Regions from separate parts of the Mus musculus genome. Here all the other regions are linked to region 3. A link is a contact called in public HiChIP or PLAC-seq data. All regions are on one chromosome and are shown on one strand. Each heading gives the region's core, a stretch centred on a gene start, on an enhancer-like site or on the middle of the called end of the contact. The rest is flanking DNA. Distances are from core to core; before and after follow the strand shown. Region 1 overlaps Nova1 (NOVA alternative splicing regulator 1). Region 2 has its middle 52 kb from the start of Nova1. Region 3 holds the start of Nova1 (NOVA alternative splicing regulator 1).

Region 1 (2,700 bases), core at 116-2,615, 56 kb before region 3:
CATCAGGGTAGTAAATGCCCAGGCCACTTTAGCTCAGCATTCACAAACCTAAGTACATATTTTCAGACATGAGCTTATACATTGAGAAATAAAAAGGAAATCCAGTTTATTTCACATTCTAAAGTAGGACAATGAGAGGCTGGCAGTCGATTAGGGGTAGGGAAAGCTAAAAAGACAAGGACAGAGTGGAGGAGAGCTAAGAGGAGAAAAAGAGGAAGAGAAGGTGGAAGAGGGAGGGAGGATGGAGGGAGGGAGAAAAAGGGAAGAAGAGAAGAGTAGAAAATGAAGATGTAAAATCACAAGTTTGGGATATTGCCTTAGAAATGAACAGGCTTCCTATAATTTGGTGGAGCATGCACACACACACACACACACACACACACAAATGTTTACAAACAGTGTAGTAGAATGGGATGGCTTGAACCCCCAATTGTGAGACTGGCATGGGGAAATACAGCAAGACACCTAAACATCACCATACATATATAAGTTACATTCTGACAAACTCCACATGTTATTACAGGTGAGTGAGTTGTGGGGAGGAAGGGGATGAGAGGGGTACACTAGTGATCAGGGAGCTAAGGGGTGAGAGCAAGAACAATGCATGACACACATGCATGGCGTTTTAAAGGAACAATTTAACAAAAGATACTAAAAATTTAGTACTGCACCATGCCACACACACATTAAAACCTTACATACATGTTCGCCAATGAAATGAGGCAATTTTAGAATAAAAGTCGGAGGAAGATTACAGACCAAGGAACACAGCAATGATGGGAAGGCTTGACCAAACCAAGGGTGGTGAAGCTAAAGAAGGCAGAGAAAAATTGATGTAGATTTTTAGTCAACATGTAATTTCTGGAACACATGTAATTCTTACTTCTGCCAGAGAATGCCAAAAGCAGGAGCCAACAGACAGTAAAGGAAACGAGATGAAAATCGTGGGCAGGATTTTATCAAGACAGAAAACATCATCACAATAGAAGTGCAGGCACAATGACAGGAAAGAGTAAGGCAAGAGAGGTTTAATCCCTTGGGTACTCCAATCCTTTATTTGGTTAATTACTATGGGAATGATAAAGCCAAGTGGACTGACTTAGTACATAACCACGACCCTCATGTGGCTCTATGTAGCTGGGCATCCACTTTTTATAAGTACAGAAAAATCAAAGTTTCTTTGTAATAAATGCACAATAATCATATAAGGATTACCTATGATAATAATCTAGGAACCAGCCCAGGGTCATGTACAGGGGTTAGTTATACAACAAACACGGGAGGAGCAGGGCTAGGAGACCTCTTATTGCAGAGGAAAGCCACAGTGAAGACTAGGTGTGAGCTGGCAGCACAGAAGACAGTGACCCAGTGGTCCAGATGGACAAAACGGACAATGGTAGAAAACAACACAGACACACACAGAGACACACACAGAGACACACACAACATTTTTGTGTTGCAAGTGACTACTAAAACTTCAACAACACCACCACAGTCTGGAAACAAAGAATGAGTCAGTTGGGGACTAGGGAGGATCAGGTCACACACTGTGACAAGCACTTGGATTTCACCTTGCACACAATGGAGTTGGGAGGCTTCGAGGCTTTAGTAACACACGGTTTTCAGATATTGCACTTGTAGCAGATGTTAAGCGCTCTTTCAAGTATGTTTATTATTTTCCCCACAACAACCCTGTGAGGTAGGTGTAATGATACGCAATTAACAGTCAAAACAAAACAAAACAAAAACTTTAAACTTGTTAAGCAATTTACACTTGATTAAGTCGCTACATATGACAGTTGGATTTCCAGATTGCACTACAAAATACATTCGAAAATCGAAACACACAGGAATACATACATCTACACACAAGTATTAACAGGACACATGGCAATTTCTATCCTTATGTCAACGAAGCAACAAATGTTTGCTACTTCAGTATTATAATCAGGTTTGTGGCATCAGTGGCTTTTTATGAAAACACACTCAAAAATTCAGACTGATGACATATACACTGAAAATACTACATTTACAAAAATAAACAGAAATTAGTTAAGATTTATTCTTAAATTATCTAAATTCTAATTGTACATGTTATTCTATTGAAAATAAATTATCTTTTCAATAATTAAAACAGGATATGATATGCTAAATTTGTCTTAAATGAAGTAATTAAAATACTGGCCATTTAGCACGAACTATAAAGTTATCTGTCTATATAGTGCTAGGGACCAAAACATTTCTCTCTGTGACTCTGGTAAATAAAATACCTGAAATGTTTCGCCTACTGATTGAATACAATAATTTGTTTTTTATTTTTAATACTTGATGCTAGAACACACTATAATTTTATATGTTTTGGATAATGTAAAATATATTTCTAAATCAAAAGATATTCTACAAATCTGTAGATAACATTTCAAAATCCCAAACTATAGAACTATTTAGAATTTATTTTAAAATAATTTAAGGTACATAAATCTTTCTTGCAAAATTTTCTACTTGGGCTTTCATTTACATCAGTTTCACTTTGCTCCTAAAATTACTTTTCAAGTTCCTCCATGAAATCTGGGAACTGCCAGAACATTACTGACAGGTGTCTGAGGACCCATCATTTAAGAAGTTAAATTTTTATTTTTACAATTGACTTTATTTTTCTTATTGCAAATTGAAAATTGTAATGCAGGGTAAACATTTGCA
Region 2 (2,700 bases), core at 59-2,558, 52 kb after region 3:
AACTGATTTCTTTAATAATCTTCTTGAGGCCTTTGATGAATCAGGTATCAATTTCTTACAGAAATTTGATATAGTAAAGAAGATATAATGGTAATGATGGTAAAGTATAGTCATGCCATTTCTTCTTCAGCTGAATTTTGATCCATGTAGACTAGAGATGTGCTAGAGGTAATTGTGAATGAGGGAACTGGTTTATAAGATTAATGTTATTTTAAGAATTTCTAGTCAAACAAGTTTAAATTTTTTCTGTGTAAACTTAACAATTTTAGTGTTTAGACTTTAATTTGTATGTGTAATGCTCCTAAAATTTATTCAATGTATTATACATATTACATTTACATTGTTTATTAAAGTACTATTCCATAATAATATAAATAACGGTGTCTTTACAAAATGGTGGATTGACAAATTGATTCAGCAAGTGAAAGTACCTTCCAAGAAGTCCGGCCACCTGAGTTCAAAAGGAGAGAAATGACTCCTTCAAGTTGTCACCGATTCTCAATAAGTATGCTTTGGCACATGTGTTTGCAAGCACATGGGAGCATGTATAAACAAATATGTGGATGTGATTTTAGAACATTGTAATAGCAAATCGCAATATTTTCCACATGTCCATCAACCAGATTCTCTTCCACTTCTGTCTTTTATATTGTGAGGCTATTCTGGCATTTTAAAATGTGAATGCTTATCAAATGGGTTTCAAATTAGTTTCAAATTGCCCGTCAAATATTATTTATTCAGTAACTTAACTAATAATAATGACTCAAGTAAAGTCATTGCATACTTAAACAGTATATCCAGCCATATTAGTCTCCTGTCCTGTGGACCTGCATTGTGATGAGAAGCAGATTTGGTTAAGAGTACTAGTGCTTTAGTCTCACCTCTCAATGGTGCTCTGAAGAATAGATCAATGGGACAATGTGGTTCATGCTTTTCAGATCTCTTTGGCCAGGATAAAAATAAATATATACTTATTTTGGGAGAAAAAAAATTCTTATTTTCTCTTCTTAGTTAGATCAGAGAGAATTCTGTGAAAATTGTAGTCTTGTTGCTTACTTATGGATTTTTTTCAGTAATTATTTGGTTACAATGGATTTTCATTTTTTCAGTAATTACTAAGCATGTAGACAATAAAGATTTTACTCTCCTCTCTTTGTAGTTTCCTCATTAACACAAAGGATCTGTCAGTATTTTCTCCTGAAATCAGCTGATTCGTTTCCCCTTTTTATTCACTCTTGGGTTCCCCTTTTATTCCCGTTAACATTGCCTTTCCTCATTCTAAAGTTAGCTCTTTGCAACTGGAATATCTTCTTGCCAAAATCCTTCTGGCAATTGGCCAGTGTTTTCAGTACAGCTACATGTCAGCTCCCTTCAGACTATTTCTTTGTTTGTCTTTACATCCATCTTCCTCCCTCTGCAGTAGTTTCTGTATTAGAAATTACAGCTTGATCTTTACTGAGGAGGGAGTCATATTCTCTACTTAGCAGAAATGAAATAGAGTGTTTCTTCATTCCCTGAAACCAATACAATCAAGGTAGGATTTGAGGGCTCTGCAGATCACTTAAACTTGGGGCAAACAAATGGAGTACAAAGTAGCTTGCTGGCTCCTTTAAACTGTATTTGGTACAAACTCAGTGTATTGAGAAAAAAGATGTTAAATTTTAATCAACTAGGCTTTTTATTATTTGAAAAAGCTTCAATTTGTCAAGCTTAAAAATTATTTAATCCATCCCGAAGCCACACAATTGAATTTTCAGTAATAGCGGTACAAACCATTCCCAGATTGTTTTGACAATGCGGTTCAAGAATATGGCCTGTGGTCTGTCACTGCCAGGTTCTGGAACTTTGTTAGATTTGTTCAACATTTTCATATAAAAGTACAGCATCCTGACATAAAATCCCAACAGGTATAAAACCTGTTGTCATTGCCTGTTTTTTCATGTCCTATAAAACTGATTAAATAGCCTTCCATTTTTATTCTGGTAGCAAAGAGCACATTTCCATTGCTTGCTCTCTCTCACATTTGAAAACGATTTGCTAAGACAGAAAATGCACAATTCTCAGTATTAAGAAATCTGGGATTCATCAAGTTTATTTTTTCCCTGCTATTAATAATGTCTATTTTTGTTGTTTTTAATATTTTAAAGAGTTTGTTTGAAAAAATGGCAACTGATAAATTGGGAAACTTCAACTCCAATATTGCCTGTCGTATCATTGAGGAACTAATGGAGTGAGGTTTTTTACAGTATGCACAGTGAAGTAACGCAAAGAATACATGCTATCAGTTACATCTACATAACTAGCTTAGTGCTCATCCTCAGGAGAAGCCCTAGTTCTCTGAGTTGTTTCGAGCCTTCTCATAGGCTTTTCTTGAGCTTCAATTTACCTAAATGTAGAGACTTAGAAAACCGGAACAAATCAAGCTTCACTTTGCATTTGCAAATTAACCAAAGTTAAGTTCCCTCACATCTACCTACCTCAAGATTGATTCTTCAGTTCTGGTATCCATTTTAGTTCACTTTAAAAGATATATCTAACCTTAATGTTCCATTCTTTTATTTTTTAAATTGAGGACAGGTTCTTCTCTTACACAATGTATCACAACCTATGCTTACATATCCTACACTCCTCCTAACTCCTCACTACCTCCCCCATCCCTCAGGTCCACTCCCACTCTGTTTCCTATTTAGAAAAAACACA
Region 3 (2,700 bases), core at 155-2,654:
CAGAGATTTAGAACATGACAAACCTTCACTTAACATACTGAAGATGAAAAAAAATCCAACACTGTAAGTAGTGATCCGCTAAATTTGTCTGTCATAGCAAACATAAAAGACTGCAATTAATCACTGGCTATATCCGACTTTAAGTATACAAAACAACCATCTTCCTGCAAAATAGTCCACCCAAACTGTAGGGAGTATTCCAAGCCGTGAGAAACTGCCAAGGGGAAAAAAAGCGTCAATGTGGTGGACTGAGAATCTAAGTAATCCCGATGTATTTCCGCGGCACTTCTAAGTCTACTATGATCTCGGCTAAGCTCATTAATTAAAAGACCTTAAGAAGAATCTTGCCAATACTAAAAAGCTTACGAGTTATTTATTCTAAATACACTCCAAAGTCACCAAATAGATAACGCTCCATCTCCAAAAGAACCATAAAACGGAGACGGGGGCGGGGGGAGGTTCGATGAGCCGTGAAAAAAAAAAAAGAAAAATGAAATGTTTCAGAAAATAAAGCCAACTCCATAAACTTTAGTTTCCGTCAACCTGATCACGTCTTAAATAGGAAACTTCGCGGTAAATCCAGCTCTTTACTGGGAACGAGTATTCCGAATTTTTTGCGATGTGCCACTCACAAGACCCCCATCCATTTCTAATGTATATGCTGGAGATAAATTCACCTCTGCTTCGATGCATTGGATGCATTGTTAAGATGACTCCAGTGCAAATGAAGAAGCGATAGCGGTCCCGTTATAACTCATCTTCCGAGGAAGCGCAGGATGTTAACTAACAAGTCACCGTACCAGACACCCCCCTCGTATGCATACCCTTGAAGACAAATCAATGCGATATTTGTACCGACCATGTAAGTGCGCTCAGGGCATGCACTCATCAAGATTTTGCATACTACTTGTGGCCCAGAGCAAGGGGATGAACAGAGGCAAAAGTCTCCGGTGCCCCCAGCATCTGCAAGCCGCTACCCAAGTGCCATTTATTTATTTATTTGATCAGACTGTTAAATGCAGCGCGCATCTTCAGGCGGCCATCACCTCTCGCGGGGGGCGGCCCTGGGAGCGGACCCTGTCGCCGGGGCCAGCACCGGCTGGGGCGAGCGGGTCGGCTCAGAACCCCGGGTCGCCATCTTGATGAGACGGGGCCGGGGCAGGTGCAGGGGAGGGGGCGCGGGACGGCCGGCGGCAGCGGCCACGGCGCGGGAGGGCGGCGGGGACGGGGCGGGAGGCGGAAGCGATACCCACCGCCCGTGTTGGTCCTCTTGGTGCTGCCGGCTTCAGGGGGCGCTTCAAGCGGCCTTTTCCGCGAGTCCGGCGGGTCCAGATCTATGGGAACCCCCGTATGGGTCCCGTTCTGCTGAATGGGAGCTGCCGCCATCATGCTTGCAGTTCCTGCCGCTGCACCGGGAGAAGCGGCTCCCTTTTGTTTTGGCTTTTTTTTTTTTTTTTCTCGTTTGGGGTTGCTAAGGTTTTTTTTTTTTTTTTCTTTTTTTTTTTTTTTTTTTCTTTAATCGGATCAATAGCAGTCTGAGGCGGCGAGCAGTGTGGCTGATGTGCTCACTGGGGAGGGGGCAGGGCGCGGAGCAGCTGCAGTGCAGTGTCGGCTAGGAGCGGGAATGGAGGGGGTGTGGGAGCCGGAGGGTGAAGAAGGAGAAGAAAGCGGCGGGCAGAGCGGGAGTGAATGAGCGGAGGAGGCGCGGGCGGCCGGGAGGAGGGCGAGTGAATGAGCGGGAGGAGGAGCGGCCGCGGGCGGCCGGAGCGGCGGACCCGGCTAACGCGGCGCTCGCTCCCGCTGCTGCCGCCGCCGCCGCTGCCTGGGCGCGTGTGCCGCCTGCGCTGCTCCGCGCCGCTGCCGCCCGCCCGCGCTCATCGTGTCTCCCGCGCGTGGGGGGCGGCGGGCGGGGGCCGCGAGGGGCCGCGACTCCCACACGCGCCGCGCGGGGCCGGCCTCCGCGCCGGAGTCTCCGCCTGCGGGGCGGCGGGCGCGCGCGGGCTTGGCGGGGGCGCGCGGGCTTGGCGGGGGCGCGGAGCGGGCCGGGGCGCTCCCGCGGGGAGGCGGGGTGAAAGGTCGCGGGGCCCAGGCAACGCCGCTCAGGCAAACGTCAGCGGCTTGCCGCGGAAACCCAGGGGTCCACAAAACGCGCTAGGCGGGGAGGCGGAGCCGTGCGGGGAGTGACGGCAGCAGCAGCCAATGACAGCCGAGCGAGGGAGCCGGGCGGGATCCTGGTCCAGCTGGGACTTGGTGGTGACAGTTTGGGCTAGTCCGGGAAGGGCGTCTGAGTGACCGCGGGGAGGGGTGGACGGCTCAGGCAGGAGACCAGAAACCCAGCTGGGACCCGGAGAGTTCGGCAAAAGGCATTCATTAGCATCTCTGGGAGGCGGTTTTCTAAAGGAGATGTCATCAGAGGATTTCTTTCTCGCACCGTGTGACACTGTCGGGGACTTACTGTGTCTTGGCGCCTTATGTGCTTTCGGGAGCAAGCCAGGATATAAATAAATAAAGCGATATGTGGTCTCCACAGGGACCCGGGAGGCAAACTGAAGAGGCAACAGCTGAGGGTGTACGCAGCTTCACACACTGCACGAAACACAGATGAAGGCATCTGGGCACCCACGACTTACATAGCTTCGGGCGGTTTCAGGATCCTGATCCTCAGCCCTTCCACACTGGAGGGGGCGGGAGGGGGATGCG

Evidence for each region. HiChIP or PLAC-seq counts read pairs in DNA pulled down with a chosen protein or histone mark.
Region 1: an H3K4me3 HiChIP or PLAC-seq map of the SCID.adh cell line shows a contact between it and region 3, with 11 read pairs. The contact joins the enhancer-like site here to the promoter of Nova1 in region 3. A contact is called at or near these places in 3 of 484 Hi-C or Micro-C datasets (the G1E-ER4 cell line, the N1E-115 cell line and nephron progenitors), 2 of 115 datasets of contacts at active chromatin or transcription factors (the SCID.adh cell line and embryonic stem cells) and 2 of 9 other capture datasets (adipose tissue and liver).
Region 2: a contact with region 3 is called in an H3K27ac HiChIP or PLAC-seq map of microglia, with 3 times the contacts expected there. The contact joins the enhancer-like site here to the promoter of Nova1 in region 3. A contact is called at or near these places in 1 of 15 datasets of contacts at CTCF or cohesin (the NIH/3T3 cell line), 4 of 115 datasets of contacts at active chromatin or transcription factors (the SCID.adh cell line, microglia and neural progenitor cells) and 3 of 9 other capture datasets (adipose tissue, liver and pancreatic islet).

What each region holds. Positions count from the first base shown.
Region 1 is chr12:46,761,571-46,764,270 of GRCm38.p6, forward strand. All of the region lies in intron 2 of Nova1 (NOVA alternative splicing regulator 1), which reads right to left. Among named protein-coding and RNA genes, the nearest start is that of Nova1, 56 kb to the right of the region's middle. Within about 2 kb of position 1,366, at least 1 of the 459 cell types and tissues checked has an H3K27ac peak or open chromatin away from gene starts, as enhancers often do. A contact at or near this core is called in the SCID.adh cell line, where this site is marked.
Region 2 is chr12:46,869,018-46,871,717 of GRCm38.p6, forward strand. No RefSeq gene overlaps it. Among named protein-coding and RNA genes, the nearest start is that of Nova1, 52 kb to the left of the region's middle. Within about 2 kb of position 1,309, at least 8 of the 459 cell types and tissues checked have an H3K27ac peak or open chromatin away from gene starts, as enhancers often do. A contact at or near this core is called in microglia and neural progenitor cells, where this site is marked.
Region 3 is chr12:46,817,363-46,820,062 of GRCm38.p6, forward strand. It overlaps Nova1 (NOVA alternative splicing regulator 1), which reads right to left and starts at 1,405. Exons shown (of 5, transcript NM_021361.2): 1 at 1,254-1,405. The coding sequence starts at 1,389.